Linked DNA regions of Anas platyrhynchos: region 1 is linked to region 2. A link is a contact called in public Hi-C data. All regions are on one chromosome and are shown on one strand. The core of a region is the stretch at or near the end of the contact, and the rest is flanking DNA. Distances in the headings are between cores, read along the strand shown. Region 1 overlaps PLS3 (plastin 3). Region 2 holds the start of LOC101791836 (UAP56-interacting factor).

Region 1 (5,166 bases), core at 125-2,624, 83 kb before region 2:
TCCAGGAAGCCAGCGCAGCCATGTACTGGAGCTTGCACATCACCTGGTGAGCAGAAATCACTCCATTAAGTGTTTCTTCCTCCCTCCCCACATCTCTCTTAAGACATCAAAGAAACCAGCTAGCTGAGTTTTACTATAACCATGCCTCATTGCATTCAAAGTTTTCCAAGTAGCTGGATTCTGAAGTGGAAGAAAAATCTCGCTTTACACAGCAGCCTCAGTCCAGTGTTTTTTCACATTTACTGGGGACACCATTAGAAGTTCCCAGAGGAAGCCAGCCACATCATTACCAGGCAGTTATATAGCCCAGGGCAAAGATGGCACCTTTAGGCAAGAATTAAAGGAACAAAAGCATTAAAAATGCTCTTGACAGGCACAGGCCCTCCCACAGCAGTGTCTGTGAACTGTGCCATGCCTACAGCACACAAAACAGAAGGCAGATAAAAAAAACTAGTAGATCTCATCACACTTGTGGGTACATACTAATGGCTAATTATCACATTTTTTAATACGTAAGTTTTGACATTTCTTTTATACTGGTAAACTGAACAGGGACAGCAGAACAAGCTGGTTTCTTGAAACAAATTACTATCGGACTTGAGTTTCCCACTGTTTTCAGTGCAACGGCAGACAGCCAACCTAACCTCAATAATTTCCCTACACACTAGTGACAAAAAGCCACTCCATCCAGCCAAATGAATCATTTAAAATTTATCCAAGGACAGAGCAAGCTGCCCACACCCATGTCTCAAAGTTTGCAATTAGAAGTGCATTACACAGCTAGAAGCAGGATGGTTACTCACCTGCCTCTGTGCCAGCTGACTTCCACCTGCTAGAAAAGTCTGGGACAAGAGCAAGATAGGAGAGGGAACTGCCTAAAACACAACTTGCTTCATATCCTGACAGCAAATGCTATTCTGTGAGAATTGGTTACCTTTGAAAGTTACTTTTTCCCCTACACGTTCTTAATTTAGAGCAAGTGAAACTTCTGTTCAGATGCGAGGCAGCTACTGATTCAGAGCAATAACCAGTGCTCAAGCAGCATGGATGTGCAGCCAGGGAGATGAGCAGGGGCGGATCTGACCACTTGTGCAATGTGTTCTCATCCAGTGCCAGCCCCAGGCATGGTTCCCCAGCTGCAGGCACTGACCTCAGCCCACTGTCACCATCCTGCTCCCATCCCACCCCTCCCTGGACTTTTTCTGATCCTTCTATAAGCCCTATCAGGAAACTAAACCAGCAGAAAAGTTTTCTCCATGATGTCACCTCTGCCCATTTAAGCTTCCTGAAGCAGCCTGCCAGGGGCTTGTGCAATGCTAGTATAGGGGAGCAGGGAGGCAGGCGGAGGCAGCAGGTTGCAGCTTGGGCAACCGAGTATCACCAGCTGTGACGGATGGGAGACCCAGGGAGAAACAGAGCCACCAGAGGGCACTGCACGTGCACAGTGGCCACAAAGCATTTTATTATCACCGCAAGTTGCTCCATAATGTCCAGGTATGCGGCCACTAATTAGGCTTCACCTATAAGGTCACCAACTGTGGTGCCTCAAATGCATCTGCACAAACCAGAAATGTTGAGCCTACATTTGCCCTCTGCACAGCTAAGCCCCAACTGCCAAAGCCAACACCCTGAGGACCAAGCATTGTGCAAGCCCTGAAGTGCTGCCTGGGCCAAAGGAACACGATGCCTCCTGGGATATTTCTTCCACCATCAGCAGCCAGAGAAGCCCACCTGGAGCACCAAGGCAATGCTATCCACCAGCGCTCACTGGCAGCCACACTGCCCATGTCCTTTCCTATGTGCTCCTTGGCTAGAAGTGACATGCCAGAAGTAACAAAACTGTTAAGGGACTCCTGGGCATGAAGACAACCACAAGACAAGGCGACTGCCTGTGTCCTGCTGGCACCATTTTTCATGGGGCGGGGATAAGTCCTCTTCAAACATACAGCAGACAGGGACAAAAGTGACCTTCTCACTGCGACTTACCAACTTTGGCAAAGGCCTCCTTGAGTTCTTCCAGCTCATCTTTGGAGATTTGCGTGGTGACGGCCATCTCATGAATTTAGTGGTCACCTGAAGAGAGAAAAAGGACGCTATGTGAAACCAAGCTGCATTCAAACACGCGCAGTTTTGAACAGCAGTACAGTAACAATCGGTAACAAGGTCACCGTACCTCTCAAAGTCACATTTATCTTTCCACCGAGAAAAACAGATGTGAAACTTGGAAGATGGGAAATGTGCTCCTTACCAAGTCAGAAATCCCATTAGCTTTGTTAATATTTAGCTCTCTATATTTATTTTACAGGCTGTGTTATTCTGCACACATTAAGGCACCCACTACAGGTACATGCTGTAGTTTGGGAAAAGTTCATATCTCCAGGGATTTTCCACAGCTTTGACAGAACAGGTATCTATAATTAAAATATTAATACAATAGATACTGAATGCTCTGCCTGCCCATCTGCCCACTGACAGCGTGCAACTACCTAAACCAAATAAAGATTCTGAACTGTAGCTGAAAAAGGTCTTTTTCCACAAAATAGTATACCTGATATTGTTTGCCAAGAGGAAATCTGCTTTTCTACAACAAAACTCTTTGAATAAACACCGATTTCCCAGAGTCAGTCTCTCAATGGTATGCAAGGAACGGGGGCTGTTTGCACAGCCACTGACCCCATGCACACTCCTCAGTCAGGCATGCCAGGAACACTGCAAGCAAGCGAGTGCCCTACAGCCAACAACAGCCCCACACCAGCCCCACACCAGCCATGAGCATGCCGAAACGCTGCATTGATCAGATCAGCACAGCTTCAAGGGTGTTTAAATAAGCAAAGGATGAGGCATGCATTTCCTGCCCCTGTATATCCTAATCTTTCTTTCCAAGCACTGGATAGGTGGCAGCCTGCTAGCCCAGAGAAGAGGCATCACCAGAAAGATGGCGAAAGACCAGGGACCTGCCCATGCTCCCTTCCTATGACTTTTGTGACAGCAGCGTCAGATGATGTTGGCACTTTGACTGATACAAACAAGAGAGAGCAGTGATTCATTGGACATGCAAACAGGACAAACCCTGTGCAGCGGTCTCCTGCAAAACTATGGGCATTGCTAACAGTGCCCACATTCCAGTACACACATTAGCTACAGACTAACTAAGGGTCTTTGAAAATGAGGATCTGGGCAGGCTCAATGCAACTTCCAGTGAGATTTGCAACCCAAGATTTTCCAACTCTTTGTTAGCTACAAAGCAGGAAAATAAAAGGTTTCCTCCTCTGCCTATGGGAACAGAAGCAGCCTACACCTCTGCGAGCAAAGGATGAAGGCTGATTTCAGGTTTACAGACCTTCAGAAGACAGGATCCTGAACGGGCTGGCTCACTGCTTATGCGACAACCCAGGCTTGGATTCATGAATACCTCTGCTCTGACTAGCAAGCCTCTTGTCTGAAGCTCACAGCTGCTCTAAGAGCACTTGCTGGGTTAAGAACACAAGTTTGCCTATAGCTGTAAATATTCATTTTCTGTAATACTTCATTCAGTCTGGAAGGAGGGAAGTCATTAGAGATGAGAGCGATGGGCAGGCGTGGCACCCTGGGAAAACAGCACTGACAGGTGCCAGCAGAGAAAGGCAACAAGAAGTTGCATCACTGCAGAGCCATGTAGGAGAGCACATCAGACCCCAGCTCCGAGCATCTGCAGAGTTGCCAGCAGGTAGGACAAGGTATTTAACAGTCAGCAAGAGCCACTGACAGCCAGACAACTGACTTCAGCCTTGGGTTCATACTACAAGAACAGGACAGAAGGAGGAATTGCTGCAAAGCTTGTTCAGGTTCACAGAGTAAAACAACACCATGGTAAATTTTTACAGCTGCTCCTCTCGCTGGGTGCCCAATCCACCCGACTGGGACCTTCTCTGTTACCGAGCCAGCTCCTCTGCAGCACCCAACCAGCCTGGTCCTTGGGGCCTCCAAAACCAAAACCTGGGTGTTTGTTTTTTTTTTCCAGGGGATAAAGCAGTTGCTTGGCAACAAAGTCAGCTCTGAGCAAGTTCACTGCACGGTACCAAAGGTGGATTTCACAACTGGCAGAAACACTCTGGTATCGAGATTGAAAGCAGTTTCGGCTACACATGGCATCACCTGACAGGCAGGAGAGGCTGAACTATAATACTAAAGATTCAGCCAAGCCACCCTCACTCATTCTTTTTTCCTAATCCTCGTTTGCTCCAATTCATTTTCAAACCGTTAGGGTTTCTCTTCAAATGGATTTCCAAAAACATCACTGCCTATCCATTTCATTGGAATTTAATTTGCTGCTGTCTATCTCTACCATCTTTAACACCAAAACAAGAAGCTAACACCACTGTAAGCTGAGAGTTTTTTTATTAAAGCTGCATTGTCTGACTATCAGAGAATTATCACACTCAGGATACGCCCTACCATTGTTTGTGTGGGTTTTCACTGGAAAAAAAAAAATCCAGTCTCTATATTTTTCATCTTAGCAAGTCTATGAAAGATTTACCTCTGTTTTCATATCACTTTCTTCTTTCTGTTTCTCAAGTTGAGAGGAGAAAGAGAGAACTTGAACCAAGAGAGAAAAAAAGCAGACACCTGATCTCATTATAACTGTCTGAGGAGGGGAAAGTGTTATGATATAACAAAACAGTATTTGAAAAGGTTAGTGAGATGGAGACAGTTATAAGTAGACAGGGACAGTTAAGCTCCTAGAAGGATTTTATGGAGGTTTGTGGGTTTTCCATTTTGGTTGGTCCCCTTGCTTTCTCCCAGTGAAGAGGATTACACCTACATTTGGCACACTGGGCTGGAGAGCTCTTCAGATTTATTTTATTTTATTTTTTTGTGTGTGTTGCTTAGTTGTTTTTTTGTTTGATTTTTTTTTTTTTTAGTAGCTGAGTCAAGGGCATTCAGAATTGTGTTTTTCATTCAGACACATTTTTAAACAATTGGCTTTGTCTTCACGGACATAAAAGCCCTTTTATAACACTACACTAGTGATCACACATCAGCTGTCTCTCTCAAAGTCCTGGTGGAGACCCAGTACCGCGTCCCTCATGCCTCACCACGTCCCATCGACTTCTGCTGGGAGAAGAGCCTCTGTAGGGCACGCAATGATGGCCAGAGACAAACTCTGCTTAAAGACCCATTTTAGAG
Region 2 (5,606 bases), core at 393-2,892:
TTATCACAAACAGCAAATCATACCTCCAGCACTTGTCACCTGTCATTTTCTATCAAGAGAATCCTGTGTCCAAATTAATACAAGGCCCAGAGAAAGCGAACAAGAGCAGATGTAAGAATAGTCTGCGTGACTGCTTTTGTGATTTCTCTATCAAGTTTGCTAGGAAGAGAGCACATTGGGAGAGGCCGTGCAATGCTCTTGGTATGAATGCGCTAATGTTCTCAGCTAAGTGTGCCTTTGGGATATGCGCTATTTGGGGGCACAGACTGCTTTGAAGCATATTGACAGCAGCCCTGCCTGCTCGGCAGGGAGGTCATCACAGGCGTCCCAGGGTGGGTTCTCCACACTGCAAGGAAAAGCTCACTAGGAGCAAAGAGGAGATGAATGCTCAGCTGCCTGGTCTATCAGTGTTTTGGGTATCAGTTCTTACCTTTTCTTCTTTTCCCATAAATATGATGGGGTTAACAGGGCAACGTAATGGAATACGAAAGTGAGGGGTCATTTAAGGTACTTCTGTGCCTCCAAGACAGAATTAGATCCACAAGGGCAGCCTTAGCATAACTCCTGCAGTTACCTGTGACTGCTAACTCATATAAGAACCAACATACGTATGCACCTGGTGGTAAAAGTATCAGTTCATAACCATTGCTCTGGTTTTGCGGTTCTCTTCTCCTCTGAGTAAAGCGTATTCTGCATTGAACGTGGAGGTGGAAGCAGAAGGTCTGACTGAGGGAAGTGTTGAGGGAGAACAGAAGAAAGGGGAGTATCACGTACCAACAAACAGAAGGCAGGTGCACAAGCAACACCATGGGGAAAAACAAACAAACAAACAAACAAACAAATGAAGTTAGGGACCAAACCAATTATTGCTCTAAATCCTCATACCGCCATTAAAAGGCATGTGCATCAGTATCATGTACCAGCTTGAGCTGGCTGTAGAAAATGTTCTGCTATTCCTGACAAGCGGCTCACTGCTGGGAAATGACGCAGGGCTCCTGTCAGGAAGCTAACCCAGTCTTAAAAGGTGCTGGTGGACTTTCCTTCCACAGCGGCGATGTCACCGGGATAATCCACCAAGATCGATAGCCCAAACCCTGCCGTCCCAGCCTTCGGAGTTAATACAAGGGCAGTTGTTTATGCACAGCTCCCATATCCGCTGCCAGAGGAATGACGAGCATCACGAGCAAGCAGCTATAAATAACCCGCACACCCCGGGCTATGTCTCAATGTCTCATCTCCGTCTTTCAGTCGTGAGCCTCTCCCGGCCCGTGCCGCTTGAACCCCCCCCCAAAGTTTCGGGGCGCTGCCTGGAAAGCACCGCCACGGCTCCGAGCCCCCGATTCCTCCCTCGGCTGCGCCTCCCCAGCCGGCTTCCCCCCAGCGCAGCCGGGGCTGGCAGCGCCCCGCGCCCGTCCCCGGCTGCCCCCCCCCCCCCCAGCAACCCAGCTCCAAGCAGCAACCCCCGCCCTGCTCCGGACCTACCCAGGGACATGTCAATCTCCTCAGCTCCCGGCTGCGGCCCCGCCGCGGGGCTGGGGCTCGGGCCCGGCTGCGGCCCCGCCGCCTCCATGGTCTCTCAGGGCGCTGTGTGCCGCCGCCGCCCCGCTCCTCTCGCAGTGCGCCTGCCCGGAATGTGCCGGCACCCGCCGGCGGCACCCTGCGGCGGCCCCGGCACCCTGCCCGGGTCGCCTCGGCCCTCCGCCAGCCGCCCTCTGTCCCGGCCCGCCCGCTGCTCCCGGCCCTGCCCTGGCGCTCTGCCCGCTCCGACCCCCCTGCAGTCAGCCTCGGGGCATCCCCGCTCGGTCCCGGGAGGTTTTTGTGCAGCGCCGCCGGGCACCGTGCCCCAGCCTCTGTGCTAGCGCTGTTCTCCTCCCGAGCCCTTCTCCTCTGGGGTTTATGGCAAGAGGAAGAGCTTCGGAAAGGCATTTCTGAGTGATGGAGAAGGAGGAATGGCTTTGCTTCATTTTGAAAGCTAGAAAGACGTGGTAACTCGAGGAGGGGAGGCACTCTTGGCTTGTATTCAGGAATGGAGCTTGCTGTCTGTATTCGTGAGCTCGGGGAACAAGCATCATTTGGGACTGGGCCCTGAGCGCCCCTGGACCACTCACAGAAGTCCGATTTTTCGGGGGGATCTTTCAGTCTCTAGGGCACATCGGTTGTGGCACTGGTGCTGTCCTGCACCTTGAAAATCACCTAAACTGTCTTCCTCTACTTTTAGTTGGATAAAACTAAACTAAAGTGGTACGAGGGGGAGAACAATCCCTCCTCTCCCACAGGTTAGCAGTACTGTACACAAAGATCGTATTTTTCTAAAGCGTCTATACAAGTGCTCTGAGATAACCTTCCACACTGCATACATAATAAAGGCCACATAAGTCTCAGAACTAAGTCTGCACATTCCGTGTTTTCAAAACATGTTTTCCACAATAGCTTGCACTTCAAATAGGGAGAGAAATTTCTACATGCAAACAAATCAGGGCAAAGATTGCCTTCTGGTATGTGTATAGCTCTTAGCAAGATGGAGTACTTGTGAAAGTGTTCATTTAGGGAACTGTCCTTTTGTAAAAGAAAAGAGCAGAGCCACCAACAAATAACCTTAGCTATTTTTTGCAATGACACTGCAGGATGACCATTAAAGTATTTTAATACAAAATGTTAGGAGACTAAAGTTGTTATACCCTGTGATTCTGTGATGTACAAGATTTCCTGCGGGTACTGCTACTGCTCTTTGGGGATCCCTGGCTCTAATGCCCTCTAGTCCAGGAGCTTTCCCTTCAAAGGGACCCATTAGCAATTTCCTAGCAATTTAGAGAAGTCAGGGAAGCTGCAACTGCTGGAGTAGGAGTGGAAGTATACACATAAACCTGGTCTTTAGCAATGGGCTTAGAGAGGTGGTCTACAGCAGTGTCAGCTTTTGGCACCCAACAAGCGTGTTGGAGAAGGGCTCTGGGAGGTGTCCTGGAGCCTGCTGTGAAGCAGGAATTTCCAAGGAACTGCAAGAGAAGGAGTGTAGGAGCAGGCTGGAGTCTCCACTGAGTACAGGTGAGATGTGGATTGTATGGCCCAGGTTTCTGCACTGGTAGGAAGCTGGAGTTGGTCCATGGTGAGGCCACTGTAATGAAAAGCATCGTTACCTTCTACAAAATCATGTTTAATTATATTGTCAGAGGATCTAAAAGCAACAGCTGAGAGATTTCCAATAGTGTCTCCATTTTATCATTTTTAGTGAAATAAATAAGAGACAAAACAAGACAAAAGCAGAGTTTTAGAAATATTGAAAGCAACTTAGTAAATAGGAGGCATTTTCAAATGACATTTTTTTTTAATTGAACTACAATAAAGCAATTTCTCCTTCACTAGATGAGAGATTTTATTACCTATTTTTCTCTAAGCCACATAGGATTTAATGCAGTGATAAAATCTTTACGAGCCATATTTCTGCATCTGGGAAGTATGAGCTGATACACACTCTGTTCTCTCAGCTGCCAGTCTGTGGCCTCTTAATGTCTTGGCAAGTGTCCCATTTGCTTTGTATGTCTAAGCACTGCCGTCAACTCAGTTCTGTGTAATTTCTCACATTAGCAATGTAGGTGTTATATGCTGGACTTGGTGAAAAGGCCCTAAGAGCCAGAAGCTCTTGAGAAGCACAGTCCCCCTGCCCTGCATAACACTGCAAGTATCTAGCAGACAAAATCGACCCTGCATCCTAAGAAAGGAATTTCAGGTATGTGGCTTTTTGAAGGCTAAAGTGGCTTCATTAAAACAAAACAAAAAAAACCACTTTGCTACATTTCCCTCTAGAACTGTTTTGCATTGACTAAATCACACTGTAGCAACAAGCTGTCAAGCTAAGCCCTTGGAGCAAACTGGGGCCGAGACTTCTGCCAAAGGTGCCAGGTACTCCCCTCACTGAAGGCACATGCATAATGAACTTTTTCACAAAAAAAAAAAAAAAAAAAAAAAAGTGTTATTTCAGGGCAATGAGCATTTCAATTTATCAAATGCTCCTTTTGTCACATAGCCAAACCCTAAGGAACCCTAGAAGGCTTTTAGCTAAAACAAATAAAAATAGAAGTCAGTGGGAGAAGAGAACACATGCCAGCATCCAAAGACTTGTATTATCTGAAATATTTTCTCAGTCTCTTGGTAGATTTAGTGAATCTTCTGCATGCTAAAGAACTTGTGATGATTTGTTGTTGTCATAAGTCTTATGCCTTGATATAAAAGTATGTATTTAAAATTAATCCTGACCACTTTGTCTGTTATTCTTAGGGGTGTCTCAACTTGCAGTTACTTAATAACAGAAATATGACTGTTCACTTTCAGTGAAACAGACCCAAAACTACATGATGCATTAGGAAATAAATGAAGGGTTTTTCTTGAGAAGTAGGTCAGGGTGGTTGTAGGAACATGTGTTAAGGAAATATTTAACATCTGCATACATACCTTTGTATCTGCTGGTATGGAAGCACTCCACCGTATATCAGAATTGCTCAAAGCATAAATAGCTGCTTATCTCAATGGGCCAGAATTCCTCTCAGGTATTTTCGTGATATTTCGTATTTTTCCCACAAGGGGGAGTGTTGAGGCTTTTTAATTGGTTGGAGCTCTAGGAGAGTAATTCAGCAGTTAATGAGTACTGGTATCCGTATAGCTTCATTAGCTTGCTCCGAAATCGGTGCACCATCATCAAAGAGCTTATGTTTTATTGTTAGATGCTGAACATGGCCTTTTAACCATGTGCTGCTACTTGATAATCATCTTGAGAAGATGGAAGAGAACAAAACTGTTCCACAGGCTTACTGAGAATACAAGCCTCCTGATCTTGCTGATTTTTGCCTTCATTAACCATTCCTAGAATGTGAGCTACTTTGATGATAGTACTTCAGCTTTTATGCAAAACTTATGAGTGGATGTAATAAGGTGGTTGAGGTGCATATCATCAAGTTCTGCTCAGTGATAACAACTGTTCACTGACAGGTCATCCACTTCTTGTTAACAGTTAATGAAGAGCTCCATGATTTGCTTCTTAATGCATTTAGCAGTTGCAGTCTGGATACTGTAAGACTGCAAGGGATTTAGAGAAGGATTTTTTTTTTTTCTCTGTATGTATGTGGATTAGAAAATGAGATCTCAGCCTGGTATATGCAGAACTACTCTTACTAAACCCATTAGCTATACCTCTGGAATATGCAGAACATCCTTAAAGTCATCCCATGAAAAGTATGTTTAGAGCTGGAGGCCTACAGGATGATGTCACACCAAAATGATTGTATTAAAGCACACTACAGTTGATCATCTCGTGTCCAGTTATCTAGGACAAGGTCACAACAGTTACTTCCTATCTTAGACAGTCTTTTGTGTGATAGAGATGTGAGTTGTGAAATGCATGACATACTTGATTAAAGATAACTACAATAGCATGGGCTTGGACTCAACCCACACATGTGCAGGATGACAGGGGATTTGGTAGCTCCAGTGCAATCTGTATCCAACCTACTTACATCCCAGTAAAGGGAGATTCACTGATAGAGCATGCAGCTTTTTTGCTGGTTGCTTTGTTGCTGGTTGTGTAAGACAGTTATAGTTCATGTTGCTTCTCAGAG

What was found. Hi-C and Micro-C count contacts between places; a contact is called where the count stands out from the background.
Region 1: a contact with region 2 is called in a Hi-C map of subcutaneous adipose tissue, with 2.5 times the contacts expected there. The contact joins the enhancer-like site here to the promoter of LOC101791836 in region 2. A contact is called at or near these places in 2 of 8 Hi-C or Micro-C datasets (liver and subcutaneous adipose tissue).

Annotation. Positions count from the first base shown.
Region 1 is chr10:15,292,834-15,297,999 of IASCAAS_PekinDuck_T2T, reverse strand. It overlaps PLS3 (plastin 3), which reads right to left. Exons shown (of 17, transcript XM_027465194.3): 3 at 1,987-2,073. The coding sequence starts at 2,053. Among named protein-coding and RNA genes, the nearest start is that of PLS3, 28 kb to the right of the region's middle. Within about 2 kb of position 1,374, at least 2 of the 8 cell types and tissues checked have an H3K27ac peak or open chromatin away from gene starts, as enhancers often do. A contact at or near this core is called in subcutaneous adipose tissue, where this site is marked.
Region 2 is chr10:15,209,302-15,214,907 of IASCAAS_PekinDuck_T2T, reverse strand. LOC101791836 (UAP56-interacting factor) reads right to left here and starts at 1,642. Exons shown (of 9, transcript XM_027465171.3): 1 at 1,483-1,642. The coding sequence starts at 1,570.